2 separate regions of the Mus musculus genome follow, and region 1 is linked to region 2. A link is a contact called in public HiChIP or PLAC-seq data. All regions are on one chromosome and are shown on one strand. The core of a region is the stretch at or near the end of the contact, and the rest is flanking DNA. Distances in the headings are between cores, read along the strand shown.

Region 1 (7,212 bases), core at 4,455-6,954, 66 kb after region 2:
GCCAAGATGTAATTCTGTGTAGTAAGACTGTGTCTGCTTAAGAATTTAATGATTAATAAAATTATTAATAAAAAGTATTAATTTAAAATCTACATTTCTACAAGATTTAACTTTAGGTAGTTATCCTTAGATATATACATCTTGTAGAGAATAATAGGAATTTAAAGATTGAAACATAATTTTTTTATTTATCTTTCTTGAGATAAGGCCTTTCTATGCAGCATGGCCTGACCTGGAACTTAATGTATACACCAGGTTGGCCTCAAACCAGCACAGATCCATAAGCCTCTGTCCCTGCCCGCCTGCCTTCTGTTCTCTTGAGATTAAAGGCATGCATGACCACACCCAGTAAACCATTATTCTTACTATTACTTTTTCCTAGAGTTGGTGACACACATGAGGGACCAGAGCATGATGGTGAACAGCATATTACACTAAGTGACTTCTGTCTGCTTCTAATGAAGTCTGAACCATACAGTGAGGAACTGTTGAAAGACATCCCACATTTAGCACACCTGTGCTCCTTGAAAGACATCGTCCCATACAATTCAGTAAGTGAGAGAGAAAGTGATTCTCCCTCAAAGGCTGTGGAGTTTTAGTTGTGTTGCCAGTGAAGTTGCTGAGTTGGTCTGAAAGAACCAGTTAGCCTTGACAAACACATTCTGATTATGAACTATTAGTGCCAATAAAAGTTGCCATAAGCCTCAGCTTCCATAACTGAAAATATTTGTAATGAAAATTTGAGCTCAATAAAGTTCATATGAACATAATAAAATATTCAAGTAAATACCACATTTTAGAGTCAATTTTGTAAAAAAAAAAAAATCTGTTAGAAAATGGGATAGTATCTATTTCTATATATCCCCCCTCTCCTCTGTATTTTATTCATGGCTCATGTTTGGAATTATTTGTGAATCTTTTCACCAAGAAATCTTAGGAACTAGAACTATATATAAAAGTATATGTGAGGCTGTTGTTGTGTTGGGAGGTCTGTGAAAGCAGGAGTTTGTGCCTTTGTTCATCACTATTCACAACACTTAGCCACTCCTTCTGCCACAGAGCAGATAGTCAACAGATGGTGGGCAGAATAAATGAACAAATTCTCTTTTTTAAGTAAAATGCTGGAAGATGACTCAGTGGCTAAAAGTGCTTGCAGAAGACCAGAGTTCAGTTTCTAGCAACGCATCAGAGATATGTTTTGTTTTTTTTTTTGAGATAGAATTTCAAGTGGTCTACACTGACCTCCAACTCCCTGTATAGCCAGGATGACTTCCTGTGTCTATCTTCTGAAACTAGAATTATAAAGTTTGATCTCTGCTGCTTTACTAAAACACTGGCCAAAAGCAACTTAAGGCCAAAATACAAGTGTTTCTTTGACTTGTATTTTTAGCTCACAATTTGTCATTGCGGGAACTCAGAGCAGGAACTGCAGACAGGAACCTGAATGTAGAACTGCTTGCTATTCCAGGCAGCATTACCTCTGACTAGAGAACTCGCTCAAGCTAAGAAAGTGCATGGAAGCAGGAACTGTGGAAGATTCTGGTGCTGTTTGCTAGCTGGTTCGCTCACAGGCTTATGATTAGCTAACTCTCTTAAGCAGCCCAAGACCAACTGCCTAGCAGTAGTGCTGACCACAGTAGGACGGATCCTCTTACATTAATTAAAAATCAAGGCAGTATTTAATACACATGCTATCAGATCAAACTAATTTAGGTAATCTGAACTGAGGTTTCTCCTCCCTTAAGACTAAGGTGTGTCAAGTTTACCACACTAATCAGGATGGGTACATGACTACACCTAATTAATGTGGTCCTGGGATTATCCAGGCAAGTACACTGCCAGCTGAGCTACATTCCTAGCACCAAATTTTATTTCTTTGGTGTCCATTATTTAGTCTGTTATACTGTCACAGTACTGGAGTCTTAAAGTATACATTCAGAATTGCCTTTTGAAGTTCTGTAATTTAAGTGGAAAATTCATATGAAACATACTTTTAAGTCATTATAGTTTTCATTAATATTCTTTTTTAGCCAGGTGTGCTAATGCATACCTTTAATCCTGCACTTGGGATGCAAAGGCATGTAGATGACTGTGAGTTGGCAAGGCCAGCCTGGTCTACAAAGCAAGTTCCAGGACAGCCAGGACAGAGAAACCCTGTCTTGAAAAACATACATATATTTAAACATATGTGTATATATTAATTTTTAGATATTTTATATTATGTGTATGAATGTTTTGCCTCCATGTCTGTACATATGTACCTGATGCCTGTGAAAGTGCCAGAGTCCCCTGGAGCTAGAGTTACAGATGGTTATGACTCACCGTCTGGGTGCTGAGACTCTTATCCCAGATGCCAGAGCAGCAAGTGCTCCATCCAGACCACTGAGCCGCTTCTCCAGCCCTCAATTTTTATACTATTCGAAAGTGACTTATAAACTTATACATATCTTAAGGTTGTTTCTTTAGATTGTTTTTGTGTCCGGCCAGCAGACCACAACCTGGGTTCTAGCCTGGAAAGGCATTTTGGAAACCTGGAAGAGAAGAGGGGCTAGGTGGCGAGAGAAAAGAATGTAGCCAAGACAGTTACTCTGATCAAGGCTCAAATTTTATTGTTGCGACACTAGTTATGAAGGAAGGGGGAGGGGACCCGATTCCCGCCGAATAATCTCTGGTCCAGTAGAAAGGTGCACGTGTGTGGCTCCGCAGGTTTCAGCAGTGGGCGTGGCAGAACGAATGAGCAGGAAGCTCCACCCCTGAGCAAGCAGGTTTCAGGCTAGGGGAGGGGAGACTACAGATTGTAGATATCTACCTTGTACATAGATAGACTGCACTTGGTTCACTGCCTCAGATGATTCCTAAATGCATATGGTTGGTTCAGTGCCTTTACTTTAAGTCGTAGGCCAGCTGGTATACCCAACTACATCCACACTAACTTTAGAGCTAACTATAATTACTAACCACTTTGGAACTTTATTTTTTCCATAGACTGAGGGCTGGGAAAAGGAGGCAAAAGTGGAATTTTTGAAAATGGTAAATAAGAAGGCTGTCTTAATGAAAGTTTTTGGAGAAGAAGATGATGTCCTTATTGTAGATCTGCAGAAACCACCAACAAATAAAATCAGCAGTGATATGCCTGTGTCTCTCAGAGATGCATTGGTTTTTATGGAACTAGCAAGGTAAGTGACTTGTTAAAACTTAAATATTCAATATTTAAGTTCTAGGGGCTGAAGATATTATGAGTTAGAGTACTAACTCATAAAACACAATGCCACCTTCTGTTGTCCTCAAATAACAGACACACATGTGGCACAGATATTTACATGCATGCAAAATACTTAGAAACATAAAAGTAAATCTCTTTTGAAAGATTATAGCTATAAATAGGAAAAGAGGGTTTGGGAGTTTTGTTGTTTGTTTTGTTTTCGAGACAGGGTTTCTCTGTGTAGCCCTGGCTGTCTTGGAACTCACTCTGTAGACCAGGGTGACCTCAAACTCAGAGATCACCTGACTCTTCCTCCCAAATGCTAGGATTAAAGGTGTATGCCAACACTGCCAGTGAAAACAAGAGTATTAAAAATACTGGAATCTGGCCTAGGGATGTAGTAGACTTGTCAGAGTGCCTGCCTGGTGTGCATAGACTCTGGCTTCAATCCCCAGCACCATATGAACAGGCAGGCACAGCACCATGATCCTAGCACTCAGGAGGGAAAGGAAGGAAGATCAGAAATACAGCACTACCCTTGCCTATAGAGCAGGTTCAAAGCCAGGCTTGGCTATATGAGACTCTGTCATGAATGGTGATGATGATAAAAATTATAGGCTTATGCTAGAGAGATGCTCAGTGGTTAAGAACATATGCTGTTTTTATAGAGGACCCTGGTTCAGTTCCCAGTACCCACATGGTGGCTCAAAACCATCTGTAACTATAGTTCCAGGGGACCTGACTCTTTTCTTCTGATGTCTGAGGGCACCAGGCATGCCTGTGCTGTATACATACGCATATAGACAAAACATTCATACACATAAAATAGTCTAAAAAGTTATCATAAATGAACTTTAGCATGTTCTTAGTGGCTTCAAAACATTGCTCTCATGCTGTCTAAATATACTTGTTTGTGAAAATTACATTTAGTTTGCTTTAAGAAGTAAGAAGTTATGGCAACCTAAAATAGAAGACTGGGGAAATGGCTCCGTGAATAAAGGTGCTTGTCACACACGCTGAAGGGACTGAGTTTTAATACCCAGACCCAGAATAAAATAACCTCACATCACAAGCATCTAATCTTAGTGCTCCTAGGGCAGGATAGGTGGCAGAGGCAGGAGAACCCTTAGAAGCTCACGGGCCAGCAAGCCTGACATACACAGAAGAGGAGATCTCAGATCAAACAAGGTGGAAAGCTAAGACCTATACCTGAGGTTAAACTCTGACCTCCACTCATGCACCATGAGCACCTTAATTTTCACACATATGTTAAACACACACACACACATCACTTAAAATAGAAAGTATGTATAATTACTAAACATATTTGGTGTTCTATAAGTTTCATAAAAAGCTATTTAGTTCCATGAATTGTAATTTAACTGTTCCTGACTTAAATTATGTAGCCTTTGGAATGAGTTCATATCACTACTCTAAGTGATACTAAGATGACTTAAGTAACTATGGAGACAGCAGAAGATCCTAGCTAGTGTTGTGTGACTCCAGAGATGGTCCACATAGGTTTCCTTTAGAAGAGTAAAGGCAGAGAGCAGTGAGCGCAGAAAGGCCACAGAGATTGAGCTGGTCTCACCTCAGCACCACCGCAGCCCACAGCAGCCGTGACATGCTTTTGACCAGTCTCAGCTCCAGAGTCCTCTGATAGAAATCTGAGTGTTTATTACAGGGCTAAATAAGTGGAAACCATGCCAAGTTATAAGTTAGAGAAACATTGAAAATGGTATACTTTTGGTAAATAAGTCAATGTTTATACAAGCCCAAAACCTTTATAGGAATTGGTTTGCTTATTATGCTTTTAATTAGGTTTAGGTCACAATCACCAAGAAGTCACAGTGAAAAAAATACAACTTTATGCTATCATCCACCCATTTTGCCTGAAGAGATGACTGAAGTTTCAGTCATGGTTTGCCATATAAATAGTCCTACTGATTTTTATCTTCAGCTGGTAAGTATACACTTTTTAAAAAAGATTTTTAAATAGAAATGTTTAATAGAATAAATACAAATTAATCAAGTCTTCTGTACGTTTAAACTTCTTAGAAGCTGCAACTATAAACAACAGGAAGTTCACTGGACTTATGACAAATAGAAATCTTTCTCCTACAAGTTAGTGAAATAAAGGTAGAAAAAGATAAGAGTGGTACTTATGTCTGAGTGTTTCTTGCTTCCCTATAGACAAGAGACTGGGAAAGCTAATTCCAACCAGAAAGATCTAAGAACTGCTATTACTAACTTCAAACTAGAGTAAACCTTCTTAGATTGAGCTTGGGATGTGTGATTGATAAATCAGTTTAGACAGCTAATAAAACAGCAGGCTTGTCATTGGTCTCTCATTGTTTTATATGAATTAGTTCATATATAAACCATAGTCTTCCTGTGAAGTCATCACTAATATCACAGAAATACTGTGGTTGGGGCTGAAGATGACTCAGCATTTAAGAGTACTGGTTGTTCTACCAGGGACCCACATGTTGGCTCACTGCAATTTCATTTCCATGGGATCTAATGCCCTCTTCTGGCCTTCCATGGGATTAAACATGCAAGTGGTGCACAAGTATGCATACAGGCAAAATACATATACACACATAAATGCTGTGATAAAGATGCTACTGCCTCTATTAGATGTGGAGTCTGATCACATAGATAAAACGTCTTTTTTCCACACAACTCTGAAAATATACATTCTGGCTTGAACTGGGCCATGTTGCTTCAGAGCCTGCCATCTCCAATGCAGCACCACTTTCTGGTTGCCTGCATGATTAATGGAAGCTCCTAGCCTTGTAATAAATAGGACATGCATTTCTTTTTCTTCCAATGTCTTTTTGTTTTGGTAGATAAGCATAATGTTAATTTATTATTTTAACATTTTTAATTAAATTTTTTTGAGAACTTTATAATTGAGTACTGTACTTATATCATTTCTACTCCTCTCTCTACCCACTCCCACTCATCCCATGGTCTCCCATGCCCTCTGCAATTCATGACCTCCTCTTCTTTTATTGTTGTTACACACAAAAATACAGCCTTCCAAGTCTACTTGGTGTTGTTCTATGTGTGTGAGATTTTATGAGTGCACCTTGCCCCTCATATAGAGAAGACGCTGTGTCATAGCCGATATCCTAGGCTCCTGACTCTTACAATCTTTCTGCCACCTCTTCTACAATATCGCCTGCACATTAGGTATAGGGACTGTGTTGTAGGTATATTATCAATTGAAAGGTTGTTTGGAAAAACCATAGGAAGACATAATATTTTGTTATTTTATATGTACAGGGATATATATAGTTTGAATGAATTTATGCCACTTGGAATGAAAATATTCCCCTAAGAGCCATAAGTTGTCTTAACAGAAACCCCAATACTATATACATAGGAAACCACCTTGGAGTTGTTGGTCAGTTGTTGGTAAGACTCTGTCTCAAAAAAGGGGGGAGGGACTTGTGAATTTTCTGTATTCTTAAGTAAAATAGGTTTCATTTATTAAACTTTAGGCTATATTTGGTATGGTCTGAAAATATTGTTTTTGAAATTCCTATACTTCCCTCTCCCCTAATCAAGGGTATTTGATTAGTTCTCCAAATGCCAGTTATTAATATTAGGAAAGTTTGTTTCTTTGAGGAAAGATCTTGCTATTTGTCCTTGGATGTCCTGGAACTCAGTATATAGTCCAAGCTAGCCTCAACTCCTAGAGATATGCGTGCCTCTGCTTCCTGAGTCCTGGGATTACAGTTGTGCACCAGTTCTTTTGCATTTTAACTTGAGGGAATTACCAACTTATTTTAAAACTGCTAGGTAAATGATAGGGAAGTAGATATCAGACATCAAAGATATCAGACTAATTCATGAGCACAAAAAAAAAGGTACTAATGTTTTATGAGAAACGTCAGAATCATGGTCAGAGTTATGCTTTAATTTTGGCATTCTAATAGTGGGTTGTAAGTATTGTATCTTCCAGTGTATTTGAGCATGCATGATCATACAAAATCACCAGC
Region 2 (6,530 bases), core at 2,390-4,889:
GAAGAGATGAGATTTCAAAAGCCAAAATGAACAATAAATGTGAGCAGACGGTATCAGCGTCATTGATCACTTGAAAAAGGCAAGCAAATACTACAAAGTAACCTTATGATATGCTCATTGAATTATTTTTATTAAAAATAAATAAAACGCCAAATGGCTGCTGACCCAAGCATTTTCATGGCAGGATCTACCATAATTGGTGCAAGCAGGTGGACTGGAAGGCAGAGAAAGTTGTCAATTTTGTGTGCCCTTTCCTTCAGACAAACTCTCTCCTGGTAATCTAGAATAGTCACTTGTCTCTGGATGGGCTTGGAATTTGAATAATGATCTTTGAGTAATCCAGATTAAGACAGGCCAGGGAAGAAGGGAGGGAGAGGGAAAGCAGAAGCAGCGACATAAAGACAGAGACAGAGAAAGTTTGTGGAGGATCAAGGTTGGTGGCATACATTGGTGATTTCAGTGGAAGATAGATGTAAAGGTTGCAGTTCTGTAGGGAAAGACCTTCTCTACAGAAGTATTACAGCTCTGCTCTGAGAGGTGTCCTGGCAGCCAGGAGCCAGGAAAACCACAAATCACACCACACGACAAACCTCACATGAGAGATTTATTGTGAGGGAAAATCCCAGGAAGGTGGCTGCTTCTGCTGGGGTGAGAAGCAGCAGAGAACTGGGCAGAATACAGGGTTTGTATAGGGTTTCTTGGTTCTTGGGGGTAGGGGTGGGGTGGGGGGTGGAGCTTTCCAGGGTGACCTGATATTGGGGCAAGTTCAGGGATTGGTGGGTTCTATTTCTTGGTCCTGGTCCTGGACTTGGGGTCAAGTCAAGGTCAGTGTGTTCTTTCCCTGGGCCTTTTACCCTACTGTACAGGCAAGAAGAGCATGTGTAGGGAATCAGCCTGAGAGCTATTGCAAGTTCTAGGCCAGCCTGAGATATATAGTAACACCCGTATCAACAAACAAACAAGTGATCTTCAATACATAATACTTTGGGGCACCAGGAGGAAAAAGCAATGAAGTTTTAGCAGAAGCCTCACAAGATTCCAACATAAGTACTTCCAAACACAAAATTACAATCCAATACAAAATAAGTCATTGTGCATGAAAATCAGCAAAAATAACCATTTATAGAATTAAATTCCTCAACGGAAAAGAATTTAAAGGATATAGTATAAAATGTGTTCAAAATAGTAAAGAAGGGACTAGAGAGAAGGATCGACAGGTTAGAGCACATACTGACCTTGAAGAGAATTGGGTTCCAGCACCCATGTGGTGGCTAAGTCCTGATTTATCCAAGACTGTTCAACTTCTGAGATTCCCAAGGGCTTAATTTTCTGCACCATGCTTGATGACATTCAGAATGCCACTGAGATTCAGAAGTTCCACTGCACAGTATCACCTCAGATAGTCTTATTTTGGACAAAATGAATCTCTATGCAATGAGATTGCTACTATTCAAACTATACTACTATATAGTGTGTGTATATAGTGGCATGTACCTGTTACTCCAGCAACTCTGGAAGCTCAAATGAGAGATCACCTGAGTCCTGACGCTTGAAACCAGCCTGGGAAAGATAGATAGATTCTGACTCAAAAAGTAAAAGGCAAAATCAGACTAATACTACCTGCTGACAACCTGCAAAGCCTGAAAAGACACGAGTTGATAAAGAGGAAGGGGTGGGTACTTCAGATGAGGAAAGACGAAACTTTTTTAAAGGTAAGAGTAATCAACATGTTACATAAGATTATGGGCTTGATTAGTATTAGGAAGCAACTTAAGCTCCATCACGAGTCAGTAAAACCTATGGGTTGTGAGAATCCATCTTTCCTCCTAAAGGTAACAGGGCATAGGAATTTTTCAGTGGGAGTATGCCTTTAAACTTTTTAAAAAATCAGTCCATCATAAAATTTCTCAATTACTAATAAAGTCTGCTTATTTTCATATCTGAAAACATTGTTCACTATTTTCAAAAGGCAGTCTGAAACAAAAAGCAATACTTAAGAAATGGATGGCACACCTTTAGATTCTGAGATACGTTTACTTTTACAATGTTTCAATATACATACACCCAATTCAAGGTACAAAATAGTTTGTTTTACAAACAAAAACAAACAAACCCTATAAAAATGTCAATTTCTGTTCTAGGAGGTGTGTGCCTCTGAGCACAATTAAAAAAAAACAACCACATACAATCACATATACAATACAGAGCAGGAAAGAGAAACAATATGGATGGGCTTTATTCTTTTTTTTTTTTTTTTTTAAAGATTTATTTATTTATTTATTTATTTATTATATGTAAGTACACTGTAGCTGTCTTCAGATGCACCAGAAGAGGGCATCAGATCTCATTACGGGTGGTTGTGAGCCACCATGTGGTTGCTGGGATTTGAACTTCGGACCTTCGGAAGAGCAGTCGGGTGCTCTTACCCACTGAGCCATCTCACCAGCCCCGATGGGCTTTATTCTTAACTGCTGAGTTGGACCTGCCACCTTCAGTCGCTTCTTCTGAAATACTCCCATCACTCAGCTACTGGATTCTTTCATTCTTTGTTCACAAAGCCATTCCCATGCTTTCCTGATCAAAGGGCAAAGTGTAATATTCAGAACGCTTTAAAATTCTTCAGCCTCCACTCTCTCCCACCAAAATCCCATACGAAGGAAACTAGTATGCTCTCTGAATGATTTATAAATTAATTCCTTAGCAGCCGCTGTATCTCCCTGCTAAAAGTTTCTCCTTGAGTTCTTTCCCCCCGGGATTATTACTCTCTGTTCATTCCTATAGTACCAGTGGGGTTTTAGGGTCTAGGGAAAATCTTGCAATGTCTAGGGAGACTTTTCATACCACTCACTGTAAACCATATCGACTCCGTGTCTTCACAAAATTCTAGCTACATGTCTCTCAAACAGAAATCTATTAGTTTGCAAATTCTTTGCATCCTCGATGTCTCCCAGGATAGTGACTTGTAGATGAGGCTCAGGAGCTATTAGTAACGAGCATCCCTTTGTTTGGAATTAATTGGATCTCTCACAAGGGTAGCTAATTGACTTCTCTGCAACAGTTGATATCAAGTAATGACAGATTGCCGCCCTGACCCAAAGCAGATGGAGACGGGGCCTCCTTGGTTCTAAAGGCCTGGTACTTGAGGTCCCCCTGGCCCAGTGATGTAAGTCGTAATACACAAAATGCAAATTCGAGTTGATGAAAAGTGTAAAGTGGTGGCTCCTGGGTAAGACTTCAAAAGTAAAAAGTAAACTCGCACCCGGGCGTGTTAATCCCCAGCACTTGTGAGGCAGAGGCAGGTGGATTTCTGAGTTAGAGGCCAGACTGGTCTACAAAGTGAGTTCCAGGATAGCCAGGGCTATACAGAGAAACCCTGTCTCGAAAAAAACCAAAAAAAAAAAAAAAAAAAAAAAAAAAAAAGTAAACTCGCGGCCTCTTCTGAGAACACAGGCCTCCAGGATAAAAGCCCAGCACCGCAATGCAGCCAGAGCAACCTGGGGTTGGGGGGTGGGGAGTGAGGCGGGGCCTAGTCTTTCTGCCTCCTGATTGGCTACCTATGGTCGCCGGAGTCCTGTGATTGGTTCTTGACGCGAGGGCTGCTGGGACTTGCACGTGCTGCTGCCCCTCAGCGCTGAGAGGAGCAATGGCGGCAGAGGCTTCGTCGACCGGGCTGGCTTCCTGTCACCTAGTGGAGAGTAAGAGTGGAGCGCAGGGTGCTTCGGGGTGTCAGTGCACTCGGTGTGGAAGGAAGGTGTCCGTTGCCTCCGGTGAGGAGCCTGGGACTGGCTGGGTGGCCCCGTGGGAGGGTGTGTGACCCCGGCCTTGGCTTCGGGCTTGTGCGCGGTTGGGCCGGCCCTCCAGGGTTCTCTCCACACACCCAGGAAGATGGAGACAGAGATGTGAGGCGGGCGGTTAGCTCTGCCAAGTCTCTGGAGCGCGTTTCCCATACTTCCCTAAGTTGATAGGCTCAAGAAACAGCGGGTGAGGAAGTAGGGTACTAATTATCTGGAGTCACCCTCCTCCACCACAACATTTGAATTTATTCCTCCTTCGGTTAAAAAAAAAAAGAAGGAAGGAAGGAAAGAAAGGAATGTTTCATGATCTAGTGATCAAGAAGAAATAAAACTTGATTTTCCTGGGTAGTTTTTCAGTTTTTCTTGTAGGAATAATAAGTAAACTGAAAAGCTCTTAGATGGAAAAAAATAAAATAAAAAAGGCCCAATTTAACTTAAAGCGTTGCTGGAGAAACTATAGTTCCTTTTGTGAATCTTAGGATATTGTATTTGCCTTTGTTCACTGTGCCCTTATGGAGGTCATTTACAATCTTCAAAATGAATTTTCTTTCCTTTTGTTTATTTGGTTTGGTTTTTCGAGACAGGGTTGCTCTATGTAGCCTTGGCTGTACTGGAACTTATTCTGTAGACCAGGCTGGCATCGAACTCGGAGATCTACCTGCCTGCCTGCCTCTGCTTCCCAAATGCTGGGATTAAAGGCATGTGCCACCACTGCCCGGCTACAAAATGAATTTTTAAGTTCAGGTTATTTTAATGTAACTTGAGTACTTTAGATAATTTTAATAGGTATTCGTTATTGAATCAAAACTACTGAAATGACTAAAAAGTCTTACTCTTTTACCTGTTTAATGTTTATACTTTAAAGGGGAGGTCAGTGGGCTCTTTGAAGATGGACACCATTTGGGAGACAGACCCTTCCACAGAGAAAACTAGTTGTATTTTCAATCTCTCTGGAGGTATTTGTTTTGCAGTGCTAGGTAGTAAATCTAAATCCTTGTACATGGTAGGCAAACTAGCTGTCCTTGGTCCAACCTCCTAAGTAGTTGGAATTGCAGCCTTGTACCTTTAGGCCTGGCCTTATTTGGAGTTTAGATCACTGTTTCTGTTAGGTAGAAAATGCCCATTTTAAAATGAAAATTATTTAAAAAAAAAATAAGGTTCTTGAACATAATCTTACAAAGTCAGTGGCTTGTCTGTGCATTTATATTATAAGATTGAGTTCATGCTTTGTAAGCTAAAGTGTGCTACAGGTCAGCTTGTACAATATCAGAAATTTTATTAAAACAGTTGAAATTTTTTTTATTGACTTAGTAATATTAGCCCTGAAATTTAACCAAATTTGTATCAAATTTCAGCTTGCCAAAAAATTAAAATATTCTTCTAAAAAGTTAAATTAATGAAATTATTATAATTTAGCAAGAATCCTATAGATGTGTTCTAGCAAAACATTACTAACTTTAGTTTTCTTTTAAAAAAACAACAACAACAACTTTGTTTTGGTGTATAAGAGTGTTTTGCCTGCATGTATATCTGTGTACCCCATGTGTGCCTGGTGCCTGAGGAAAAAGCTGCCACCTGTTTGTAACCTTATGAGGAGGCAGAAACTGATAACTCTCTTGGGTTTACTTGCCAGCCATCCTAGCCTATTTGACATGTTCCAGGCCAGTGGATGACCCTCAAAAAACAAAGTGGACTACTTCTGAGGATCAGAACTCAAGGTTGTTCCTGTAGCCTCTACATGTACACACATGTGAATATTCACACACACACTAACAAAATAATAAGATAGCATTCTATTTTAAATTTATATAATTTTTAAAAGTTTATTAAGCTTCAAAGTCTACCTAGTACATTTAAATATTTTTAAAAATATTTAATATATTTTGTGCATGTGTGTGTGTGTATGTATGTATGTTGATACATACATATATGCATTTGAAAGCCATAAGAAAACTTGCAGGAGTCAATATTATTCTTGTGTTTTGTAGGTTCTGGGAATAAAAGTCAGGTCACCAGGCTTAGCAGCAAACACTCTTACCCAGTGAGCCATCTTGCTGGGTCACATTCAAATCTTGATACTATATTTTCACCCAAGGTTATGGTACTCTTCACAAATGCTAGGTTTGCAAAAATAATCTGAATGTAGGTCATAACATGTGGTTTCTACCCTGTTTTCCATCCTTGCTAACATCTTAGATTACTCTGAGAAAATTCTTACCAGTGTTTCATTTCAGCCTAACCCTCTCATAAGATAGAAAATACAGGGTAGTATTGTCAAACAGAATGGAGATGATATTTGGAAACAGAAAGTTGGAGTCTGGATTAAACATTTTAAATAGTCAAATTACCAGCATATTTTCCTACTTGTAGATTAGACACAATATTTGCAGCCAATTAGACATATTTACAAAGGTCAAATGAAATATGTCAGAGCACTTTGTATCATTGTAAAATAGGGCAGATTTACAGTTGTATAGGTTCAAAACTGTCTGGATTCATGCAAACATTATATAGCTCTGCATGATTTTGCTTCCTGATTTTTCTCCCTCCTTTTGACCTCCTAAATGTTAAATAAATCAGCCAATCTAACTGAACTAGGGATCATATATATATACATATATGTGTGTGTGTATAAGAATACCTTTTTAATTTGCCCTTTGATGGGTACCTATTCCCTAATTCTACAAATTGTAGACTTTTTTAATTGGTGAAATTTCATCAATAGGTGACCACCAC

The links. HiChIP or PLAC-seq counts read pairs in DNA pulled down with a chosen protein or histone mark.
Region 1: an H3K27ac HiChIP or PLAC-seq map of embryonic stem cells shows a contact between it and region 2, with 5 read pairs. The contact joins the enhancer-like site here to the promoter of Rnf17 in region 2. A contact is called at or near these places in 7 of 39 promoter capture datasets (the 3T3-L1 cell line, 3T3-L1-derived adipocytes, the HPC-7 cell line and 4 more), 3 of 484 Hi-C or Micro-C datasets (embryonic stem cells, nephron progenitors and stem cell-derived cardiac mesoderm), 2 of 115 datasets of contacts at active chromatin or transcription factors (bone marrow-derived dendritic cells and embryonic stem cells) and 3 of 9 other capture datasets (adipose tissue, embryonic stem cells and liver).

The regions. Positions count from the first base shown.
Region 1 is chr14:56,462,642-56,469,853 of GRCm38.p6, forward strand. It overlaps Rnf17 (ring finger protein 17), which reads left to right. Exons shown (of 37, transcript NM_001033043.1): 14 at 383-551; 15 at 2,986-3,176; 16 at 5,024-5,165. Among named protein-coding and RNA genes, the nearest start is that of Rnf17, 64 kb to the left of the region's middle. Within about 2 kb of position 5,705, at least 7 of the 459 cell types and tissues checked have an H3K27ac peak or open chromatin away from gene starts, as enhancers often do. A contact at or near this core is called in embryonic stem cells, where this site is marked.
Region 2 is chr14:56,399,058-56,405,587 of GRCm38.p6, forward strand. It overlaps Rnf17 (ring finger protein 17), which reads left to right and starts at 3,640. Exons shown (of 37, transcript NM_001033043.1): 1 at 3,640-3,767; 2 at 6,520-6,530. The coding sequence starts at 3,644.